2 separate regions of the Mus musculus genome follow, and region 1 is linked to region 2. A link is a contact called in public promoter capture Hi-C data. All regions are on one chromosome and are shown on one strand. Each heading gives the region's core, a stretch centred on a gene start, on an enhancer-like site or on the middle of the called end of the contact. The rest is flanking DNA. Distances are from core to core; before and after follow the strand shown. Region 1 has its middle 49 kb from the start of Gm30483. Region 2 holds the start of Pdcd5 (programmed cell death 5).

What was found. Promoter capture Hi-C pulls out the DNA fragments that hold promoters and counts their contacts.
Region 1: a contact with region 2 is called in a promoter capture Hi-C map of liver, with 4 times the contacts expected there. The contact joins the enhancer-like site here to the promoter of Pdcd5 in region 2. A contact is called at or near these places in 7 of 39 promoter capture datasets (the 3T3-L1 cell line, the C10 cell line, cranial neural crest and 4 more), 9 of 484 Hi-C or Micro-C datasets (Sertoli cells, brain, cerebral cortex and 5 more), 7 of 115 datasets of contacts at active chromatin or transcription factors (the NIH/3T3 cell line, astrocytes, craniofacial prominence and 4 more) and 2 of 9 other capture datasets (adipose tissue and liver).

What each region holds. Positions count from the first base shown.
Region 1 is chr7:37,374,656-37,380,184 of GRCm38.p6, reverse strand. It overlaps a transcript of Zfp536 not described here. Among named protein-coding and RNA genes, the nearest start is that of Gm30483, 49 kb to the right of the region's middle. Within about 2 kb of position 3,769, at least 18 of the 459 cell types and tissues checked have an H3K27ac peak or open chromatin away from gene starts, as enhancers often do. A contact at or near this core is called in muscle stem cells, second pharyngeal arch cranial neural crest and stem cell-derived motor neurons, where this site is marked.
Region 2 is chr7:35,644,692-35,650,134 of GRCm38.p6, reverse strand. Pdcd5 (programmed cell death 5) reads left to right here and starts at 2,653. Exons shown (of 6, transcript NM_019746.4): 1 at 2,653-2,829; 2 at 3,954-3,991. The coding sequence starts at 2,764.

The sequences.
Region 1 (5,529 bases), core at 2,520-5,019, 1.7 Mb before region 2:
TTTTATACCGTTTATTCAGTGTTTAATTTACATTGATTTTTTTTCATGTTACATGTAGCAATTAATTTTGTCTTACTGACAGATGATTCTTGAGACAGCCCTGACAGGTACATTTTAACCCTTCGTCTTCCTTCTGCGAGCACTTTTCTACTCTGGGGTGCTGCTGGCTACCAAAAAAAAGATTTCTTGGAGTGGTTGGGGCTTGGGGGTGAAAGGAGGTGGACGGTGAGCTTTCCTTTAGAGAGCTTGTTTATTTCCGGTGAACGGCAAGTGTGGGGTGGGTTTAAAGCTTTAAATAACCTCATTCATGAGTATTGGAAAGACTTTTGCCATTTTTAAAAGACAAGGTAGAAGCCCCCATATTGGAAAAACAAGAAGTGTATTTTTATATATTTTTTCCTCTTAAAATCCAAGTGTTACAAAAAACCATTCATATGATGGAAAAACCTTCAGATACGGGGGTGTAAAATTGGCAAGGGAGCCACAGGTGCAAGTCCTATACATACTGTCTACACAAGAAGCTCTGTTCTATTTTGCCTGTGCCTGAAAGATGTTAGAAGATACTGTCAGTTAGGAGCAAGGTAGTCCGAGAGCCTAAGTTTATAACTGTCATTTTAAGGACATACATCCAGAGTTAAAATGACCAAAGTGGGGACAGAGATAATAGCATAGTTTTTTTAATGTTGGGGTGAAGGAACCCCTTGAAACTTTTAAATTGGGGTAATGTACCCACTATTAAGACTGAGAGGGACATTGCTGCCTTCATGTTGCGCCTCTTCAGCCTCACTGACCTTTGAAATATGGACATTGCTCAAGTCTCATTTTAATATTAATGAATGGCATATACCATAAAAGGAGGTTCGTGTCAGTCTGATATTTCACACATTGGAATATATGTCTGGACATCTGTATTGTACACTGGCTCCACGGGCTTGCCACAGTTTTATAAACAGACAGCATCACACCTTGCAAATAGATTATGACATTGATACACACATGTCCCAAAGCCACTGGGCATCTCTCAGACTCTGGACATTATTCACATGTCCCAGGTGAAGAGCAAGCCTGCACTCTGGGGGAGCCCCGTGTGACTTTGCTCAAGTAAACTCTTTCTTAAGTCGGCTTTAAGGAAGAGCCTAGAGGACGGGGGGGGGGGGTAATTCTAGGCCACCTTCTTCCTCTGACTGTTGCCACCATGTTTACAGCCCTGTTCCCAAGTGTCACTCAAGGCCACTTGGGAGATCTCAGTTATTTTTCCAGACAAGGTACTCTGGTCAGTTTTGGCTTGTGGTCATGACGGTCATTTGTGTGCCATGATTCTCTGTTCTGTGTCTGTTTTAATTTCTATGGCATCTATTACCACAGTAATGGACTAACAGGGCCTTTCACTCTCTCCCCCTGGTATATCTCCTAATATCTCCTGCCAGAAAACAGAAAGTGCTCCTTTTATGTATAATTTCCAGCCATACATCACAGTCTAGCTTCTGGAAAGAGATAGGAGCCTAAGCACAGGCTATCCCAATCATGTGTGCACATGGCTCTACAAACAAAAAAGCACACAGCGTTACATGAACAAATATGGGCATGACCATGAGACATGTCAAAGGATGCAACATTCAGAGGTGTCGGAGTTGTTTGCAAATGCCCCCCCCCCATGATCTGTAGTGTGTACCTGTGGTGTTCACGGGCTTCTGTGGGAAGCTGTCAGGGGATGTGTGAGATGTGACTGCACCCATCAGTGGGCTTGTGTCCAGATCGTGGACCTGCAAGTCCCACAGTCATGTTCTACGTCTTCGTGTTGATTAGCAGTGTACACTGAGCGGCCACGCCTCCCCTCCCTAGCCTGGTCGCATGCGAATGCACTCGCAGAGCAGCCTTGTGCCCATCCCATTTCAGCTGGCCCTCCCCAGTGATGTCATCGCTGTGGCCTGAGCCGGTACCTGCCCTTCAGTGCCTCACCTGCGTGATAGCGGCGTCGTATTAGGGCTGAGGAGGCACTGTGGTTTACAGAAAATTATTTTTTAAAAGATTCAGATCTCAGGAAGTTCCAGCAGTCAGCGTCACACACACACACACCCCCTCCCTCCACCTCCTAATCTGCTCAGGGCAGTGCTCACAAGCACCGTTTGTTCCAGACGATTCTTCATTTATTCTCCACCCCCTACCACACTCCAACTCAAACTCCCTACGGCTGGAGATTAGTCTTTTGTGAGGCAGGTCATCAAAGCTTTCTTAAAGTCCCAGTAAATTATACCCCTGGTTTCCCTCTTCAATTCCTTTTTGTTACTTTTTCAAAATATTCTATTAGTTTTGTTACGTATGATCTCCCTTTTGTGAATCCATGCTGAATATCTTTAATTAAATCATAACTTTCCCTATTTTGTCTCTGATTAGTGTTTCCAATATCTTCCCCACTGCTCAAGTCAAGCTTACTGGTGTTTAATTTCCTTGATCTCCCTCAGAGTCATTATTAAATATAGGTGTTGCATAAGGGCTCTGGTCCACCCGCACTTCTCTGGCTTCTCGGGGTATTTGTTAATGGGCCCCCAGTCACCTCACCTCCTCCTGCACAGAGTCGAAGATGGCTCCCACTTGCTCCGGAGTTATCAGTCCTTAGGTAGCCTGATTCCTCCCTCACCTGTTCTGCCGCGACGCTGATCTCCTTTGGAAACACTTGTCTGCCGCTAGCATCTGCTCACATCTTCTCTTTGTGGACATAAGAAGGCAAATAAAGTAGTTTTATTTATTTGTTTTTGGCAGTTGTCATACCCATCCCAATACACCAGGCTCTCTGCCTTTCAGATTTTATTCTCTCTCTCTCTCCCTCTCTCTCTCTCTGTGTGTGTGTGTGTGTGTCTGTCTGTCTGTCCTTCTGTCTCTGTCTTTCTTTCTCTCTTTTTCTTTCTGTCTGTCTCTGTCTCTCCCCCCCCGCCCCGTGTGTGTGTCTATCTTTCTGTCCCTCTCTGTGTCTTTCTCTGCCTCTGTCTCTGCCTCTGCATGTGTCTCTGTCTCTCTCTGTCTCTCTGTGTGTGTGTATGTGTGTGTGTGTCTGTCTGTCTTTCTGTCTCTGTCTTACTTTCTCTTTTTTTCCTCTCTGTCTGTCTCTGTCCCCCCCCCCAATGTGTGTGTCTATCTTTCTGTCCCTCTCTGTGTCTTTCTCTGCCTCTCTCTCTGCCTCTGCATGTGTCTCTGTCTCTCTCTGTCTCTCTCTCTGTGTGTGTCTGTCTGTCTGTCTTTCTGTCTCTGTCTTTCTTTCTCTTTTTTTCTCTCTGTCTGTCTCTGTCCCCCCCCATGTGTGTGTCTATCTTTCTGTCCCTCTCTGTGTCTTTCTCTGCCTCTGCCTCTGTCTCTGCCACTGTCTCTCTCTGCCTCTCTCTCTCTCTGTCTCTGTCTCTCTGTCTCTCTGTCTCTCTGTCTGTCTCTCTTTCTCATCTTCTCAGTACACAGCAGCCCAGGCTATCCTCCACCTCTCAGTCTTCCTGCCTCTGCTTCTCTAGTGCTGGGGATATAGCTGTGTGCCACCAGGCTGAGCACTTCATTAGGTTTTAGAAAAGCATGCTTAGTGTGCACAAGACTCTTGAGTTCAGTTGCTAGCACAAGGAAAAATAAAATAAAATAAAAGCACCACAACTCAGTTTCTAGGACCGTTTTGCTAAGTCCCTGGTTCAGGAACAGGCATTTCCTTCCCCTCACAGGTTCATAGCAGTTAATCCAGGGCCAAGAGTGCTGACCCTCAGCTGTTCCGGGGGAGGTGGGAGGTGCTGGGGCTTCCCTGACAACCACCAGGAGAAGAATCTGGCTCCCATTATGGGTCGTAGGGAGTTGTAACGTTTCCCACGAGCTGCTCGGGAAGCCTTTCATCTGAGCTCAGCTCTAACCTGGACAGTTTCCTTCACTTTCATTCCTGTGCAGCCTCTGACCTGCCCCTGTGTCTAACTCTATGTTTTTGCTATCCAGGGACTCCCTCACTTTCAGGTAGCATTGTGGGCTCAGCCTCAGGTGGGATTTGCTTCCTCTCTGGCCTGCATTCCCTGGACTCAGATAAAGGGCTGCCCCTCTAAAAGCTGCCAGCCACTGTCTTCAGAGACTTGGAGCAGCAGGCATTCCTGTGAAGAACATGGGCTACAGGAGCAGCTTTTGAGCCTGACCTGAGGTCCCAAGAAGCCTTCCTTAGATGCACTTCTCTTCTGCCCCTCCTGACCTCATTTCCTCTTTCAGCACGCACAGTGTAGACAGATCTTTGCGCTACGACATTGCTCTCCAGCTGTAACTTCCATGCCAAGTTTAAAAGTGAGATCCTTCCTAGAAACCCACGGGCGTTCTCGACCTACATAACAGCAAAGGGCCAGGGTGATGGCCCAGGAACAGAAGGTGCCAGGTTCTCCCCTCCGGCAAGAGCTGCTGGCCTTATGCAGGGATCCAATTGCAGAGGCGACATCAGCCAACAAAAATTTCAAGAAAGTATGACTCATAATTAGTCCTTTTGACATTGTTTCACATCAAAAGACATAGTCTGTGTTCTGTGTCCCTCACCCGAACATGGAAACTGCTGGAGTTTGCACGCACAAAGGGATTTGCGATTTTAAAAGCTTAATAAAGGCTGTCCACACAAAACACACACACACACACACACACACACACACACACACACACACACACACACGCCAGTTGGTTTCTTTAAAGTGGATTTAATTAGGTCAGAGAGCCTGTTACTTTGGGGGGGGGGGAGTGGCGCAGGGTGACGATCATTTAAACCATATTTTCAAGTTACCATGTTGTACTCTGCTAGACGGTGCCTCACAGATCCACACACGAGAAGCGAGAGCTAAGAGCTCCCTTGGAGCCTTAGAGCTCCTTTCTCTCAACTACTGGTTCTTCATGAAGAGAGGCCACTGTCCCTTGCCTCGGAGTTATGGGGTGGCATGGCTGGGGCATGTCATTCTGACGTTTACTAAGATTTCTGAGACCCAGGTCCACACCGAGGTCTCCACCCTTGTCAAGGAGCTACCAGCAGCTGCTGCAGACGTGGAGGGTTGGCCCCAGTCAGCCCCTGGGCCATTTTGGTAGCGATTTATAGATGGACTTTGTGAGTGAGGAGTGGGGGGGAGGGAAGGGAATCAAAGTCACAGGTGCTCCATTATAACGACTGGAACACTTACAGAGTCGGACGCTCTGTCATTTAATAAACCTAAAAACGAAAAAGCTTTTGTCTGTAAAAGGTGACCAATAGAGAAAGAGTTTGGATTATATGATATCTCATAACTTAATCATATGGCTCTTAAGAGGGGGACATACACAGCTGTGTCTCGCTAATATGCATGCAATATGTGTAAGCCGATATGCTTTAATTCGAAACTTGTTTTTAGCAGGAAGAAAAAAGCGTTTAGATGAGGAACATTAAGATTCAATATTAACCATTTTCCCCCCTTTGGGCAAAATTAGTCATCACTTGATATTTTTTAAAGCAGTATTTTATTATTATTATTTTATTTTTACTTTTTATTTTTGCTACACTGAGATGTGTCCAAA
Region 2 (5,443 bases), core at 1,404-3,903:
GAAAATTTGGGGGATTCTGGAGGGCTGTTCTCCAGTAAACAGCTGACAGGAGGGAGCCCCAGGGCTGCGACTTTCATGAGCCACAACTGCCCATGGTGGGATGGACTTTTCAAAAAGTCTGCTCTTTGAGTCATTCTTACTCTTAGGAGTAACCCTCACACCCACTCCTGTTGAGAACCTCAGTAAAAACCCTATGGTTCACAAATTTAGATTTTGGTTGGACTCTTATATTGGTCTGTCTTTATGGTTCCCTTTCTGGGCTGATAGACATGTGTATTGTGTCTTCCTAGGGAGCATCTGCCACACAAGACTGTACTTGTGTGTTTGGATATGTGTGCACATGGAGATCAGAGGTTAACAATTGGATGTCTTCCTCAGTCATTCTTCACTGTATTTTTTGAGACAGGGTCTTGAAATGAACCTGAAGAGCGGCACTTTGAACAGACTGTCTGGGTCTGCCTCCCCAGGGTTGGGATGCTAGGCTGTATTCAGATAGGCTTTTGAGGGGAGGAGATATTAATGCAGGTCACCACACTTAGGTGACAGGCACTTTTACTACCTAAACCATTTCCTCAGGTCCAGGTGCTTGTGTTCTGACCTAGTTAATAAACGGTGACATTTACCAAAGTAAGGAGAAGTAGAAGGGACAGCTGATGAAGAAGTCAAGGGTTAACTACGGGTATGTTGAGTTTCAGATGCTATTAGAACTATGGAGAGGTTGACACAGGCATTTGAGAAAGATTAGGAGCTGTAGCTTTGTTGGAGGAGGTGTGGCCTTGGAAGAGGTGTGGCCTTACAGGAGGTGTGGCCTTGGAGGGGTGTGGCCTTGGAGGGGTGTGGCCTTGGAGGAGGTGTGTCACTAGGGCTCTGAATTTTCAAAATAGTAGTTGTCTCAAGACGTGAGATCTTAGCTGCTGTTGCACTGTCATGCCTGCCTGCTCATTACCATACTCCCCACCATGATGGTCACGGACTCTAATTCTCTGGAACTGTGAGCTCCAAATTAAAAGCTTTCTTTTATTAATGGCCTTGGTCATGGTATTGTATCACAGTAGTAGAAAAGCAACTGTCTGGTTTAGGATTTCTATTGCTGTGAAGAGACCCCATGATCACGGCATCTCTTATAAAGGAAGGCATTTGATTGGGGCTGGCTTATAGGTTCTGAAGTTTAGTCCATCATCATCGTGGCAGGGAGCATGGTGTAGTGCAGACAGGCATGGTACAGGAGAGGTCGCTGAGAGTTCTGCATCAATAGGCGAGCAGCAGGGAAAGTAACACTATGGCGTGAGCACACTTGAAACCTCAGAGTCCCAGAAAAACACTTCCTTCCAACCGAGACACACCTACGACAAGGCACACCTCCTAACTGTGCCACTCCCTAAGAGCCTCTGGGGGCCATTTTCTTTCAAACCACCACAGTCCCTAACACAGCAATTCCATCCATAGATACATATTTAAAATAACTGAAGGCAGGATTGCAGGCAGGCATTTGAACACATGCATTGATAGTGGCTTTACTCACACTAAGCAAAAAGTGAACAAGGTTAAACTGATGAATACATCTAATGTGCTTTGTACAGTAAATATGTTCAGCCAGGAAATAATGAAATGGGGGAGGGGAGAGCTTGTTTGGTTGGAGCCAAAGTCTCACTATGTAATGGCAAGCTGGTCTTCAATTCCAGATCCTCCTGCCTCAGACGCCCCTGGATTGGCCGACTTTAAAGGCACACACCCACCAAATCCAATCAAGAATGAAGTTCTGTCTCATGGTACAACATGGATAAAAAACTTGAAGGTGGTATATGATTGGTCAAATATGCCAGCCATAAATAAATAGTGCTTGAATAGGCAATTTTATACAGACAGAACATTGTTTTGTAATGGGAACCAGGGATAATAAATAATTTCTATTTAGTGAGTGGGTGCCAGTTTGTAATGATGAAAAATTTATAGAGAGTAGCCATTGCTCAACAGGGTGGATGTAGGTATATGGGCTAGAGGGATGGCTCAGTGGTTAAAAGTGTGTATTAGTCTTCCAGAGCACCAGAATTCGATTCTCAACCCAATATCAGGTGACTCACAGTTGCTTGGAACTCCAACTCCAGGGGTCCAATGTTTGTCTCCTCAGGCTCACTCATCCCTTACCTCCATATATATATATAATGAAAATGGTTAGATGTATTTGGAAAAATTAAAATACATATACCATAAGCAAGTCACAGGATTGGAGAATTGAGCAGTTTTTTTTTCCACCCACTCCATCCCTTACTGGGACCCTCACTCCAAAATCAGGGTGTGTGTGTGTGTGTGTGTGTGTGTGTGTGTATTGCCATAGTTCACACACACACTCACACACACAGCATCTTCTCAGCAAAGGCCCTTGGGGGTTGGGGTAAAGCAGACAGGGCGTCGACTAAGGAGTTTACACCTTGCAGAACTGCGCCATTGCCAGTCCTAGGAATCATTAGGGTGGGGCGTGTTAACGCGCAGTTCAGAGCCTGGGAACCCACAAGCGCCCTCTTAGAGGTTCTGCCCCTTTTCCCATCGCAGGATCGGTCCTCTGCAAGGCACCCTGGCCGAGGCCCGGCAGCCCCAACTCGGCACTCGACTTTTGATGCCTGAGCATCACTCGCGTCTGCGCAGTCGAAGGCGCCGGGCTCGAGTCTCCGGCCGAAGCGATTCCAACCGAGTGTACCGGAGGGCGGCTGCGGCTGCGCGACCCCCGACGGCCGCTGCGCCTGCGCGACGTGGGACAGCCGCGCCATGGCGGACGAAGAACTTGAGGCGCTGAGGAAGCAGAGGCTGGCCGAGTTGCAGGCCAAGCATGGAGTGAGTGAGCGAGCGGGCGGGCGGGCGAGGTGACGCCCTCGCCCCAGGCACAGGCTCTCGGCGTTTGCTCGTGGGACCCCGGCTTCCGCGTACCCCATGGCAACGTGTGTGTGCCCACGGGGATGGGGGTGTCCCCGGAGGTCACCGCCGCCTCCTCGGCTGCCGTAGGGTCCCGCGTGAGGCTTGTGCGGGTTGGGGTGTGCGCGCCTTCGAGTCACCCCCCACCCCACCCCCCAAGTCTCGGTTTTCGCTGCCGTCGAGCCTCAGGCGATCCTCGCCGGGATTGGGGTGTCCTCGGATTGGGGGGGGTCTTGCCGACCGGAAGCCCGCGCTGTGTAGAGGGGGATCCTCTGAGCTCTGGTGCGGAGGACGCCGCTCTGACAGCGCCTCCCCGGGCGGGAGTCGAACCGCGGACTCCAGAGATGGTGCTCAGCCCCTGCGGTGCCGGCTAGGAGGGAGTAGCGGGTTGTAAACTTGCCTTGGGACAAACGCTAGTGGTGGTGGGTGACCTCAGTGGCAAGCATTTGAGCCTTTGAGCCAGCATCTTTCGTGCCAAGCCAGGGTCTCTTTTTTCCAGTCTTCTCACTGGTTAAAAATAGGGCTCCATGATACCGGGGCCTTTTCAGGAATGTGTGCGTTCTCAAACATTCTTTTAGATTGTGACTTGAGACGCTTGGGAAATGTGGGGCTGGGAGTGGGGGTTAGCCTGGGCCACAGTGCTTACCTAGCATACACAACACCCTCTCTTCCCTGAGTTCCACCCTCAGCCCTTATTTAATAAAACGAACACAACATTGCAAATGGAAACTGACTTATTGATTTTTTTTTTTTTTTTTTTTTTTTTTTTTTGGTGAGGTCCAGTTTCCACCTCGGGAACCTATTATAGCAGAAAGAATATCGAATAAGCCCTTTATTTTTGTTTTCATTTATTTGGTATTTTACTTTATTTTGAATACGGTCTCTGTTTATAGCCCAGGCTGGCCGGTAACTTGAGATTCTTGTGTCTCCTAAGTGCTAACTATGGTGACAAATGTGCCTCACCCCACCTTTCCCTGACCCATGTGTTCTTCTCTCTTCTTTTGAAGTTCCACTCCATTAAAAGGTAAAAATTATTTTTTTTTCAGGATCCTGGTGATGCAGCCCAACAGGAAGCAAAGCAAAGGTAGGGCTGGAACTAGAACTTTCTGGAAGAGTGGTTTCATAGATTGAGCTTTTGGCTTTTATTTAGTAGTTGGAATTGGTCCGTGACTCTTAGTGAATCTCAGAACCTAGTGATTTTCTACTAAGCCTGCTTGAAGGTAATTCCCTTTTTAGTCTGATTCAGTAAATACCCACGGAGTTCCAGTAAGACCTCACTTTGAAGTTCTGCCTAAGCCCAACAGTAAATAACCTCATAGGGATTCTAGACCCAAGGCCTCCCCGTGAGCGGTCCGTGGACACTAACTTACTCTGCTGTTTTACCCCTGCGCGTGGCAGAGCACTTTCACTCAAGTTCAAGCATGCATTTGACGTGACTACTTCACACCCTGCTTTTGCCTCTCCCGTTGTTTGGGGTGTGTTCAGATCTGAGCACTAAGTCCCTTGCTCCCCACTCTCTTTGGCAACCTTCACGGTTAACCCGTTGGAAGTCCACATTCTCAAAGCAGGTTGTTTGGTTTTCCCTCTCTAATCAGGACTCCTCATCTAGGGTCTCTTTTATGCTTTGAGCGCATAAAGCCGGTGGTGGCTCACGCCTCTAACCTCCCTGCTTGGGAAGCAGAGACAGAAGGATCTCAAGTTCAAGGTCTGCCTGGATAGCTTAGCAAGACCCTGTGTTAAAGTGATTATATATATATATGAAAAAAAAAAAAAAAGGCTGGGGCTGTAGCACAGTGGTCGAGCATTTTCTAGCATATGCAGAGCCCTGGGTTCAAGTACTGATAAGGCATAAACAGATTGGTGCGTCTTATGGACCATAGCATCTTAGATTCAGGAACTCTTGAGAAGGTGGCCTAAGGAAATAAATTAAGTCTGGTTCTATGAGCCCTTGATAATAGGCATAACCAGCCCCAGCCGTCCCTTAATTCTGCCAGACCGTATCTGCTACTGTCTTTTGTGTAGTGTGTTCCTCAGAGAGATGTTTTAAGTCTCCTACTTAGAGTAGTGGTACAATCCAGTGGTCCTTCCACTCAGGAGGCTGAGGAAGGAAGTTGAAGAATTTGAGGCCAACCTTGGCTACATAGTGAATTCTGAGCCTGCTTGAGCTCCATAGCTAAATCCTGCCTCCAAAAAGGTTTGAAAGCAGTGTGCCACAGTTCCTACTTGAGTATTCAGGAAGAAGCGATGCTTGCAGAGTTACAATTTCACAGGATCTGGTTCTGCCCCTGCCACAGTGTTTCAGAATCTCCATAAGTCTCTGCGTCCTCCCTAAAGAAAGTCCACTTGTCTGTCTAACTGCCGAGGCTCCACTCAGGCCCGTAGCACGTGTCACACTGGATACTTACTGTTGGTGATGGTTGCTGCCCTGGACTACCACCTCATGAAATAGTGTCCTGCCATTCTCGTAGTTTACATCCACAGCTGGCTCCTGGAAGGCAGAAGCACCTGGCACCATGCAGTCGGAACTAGAGGGGTC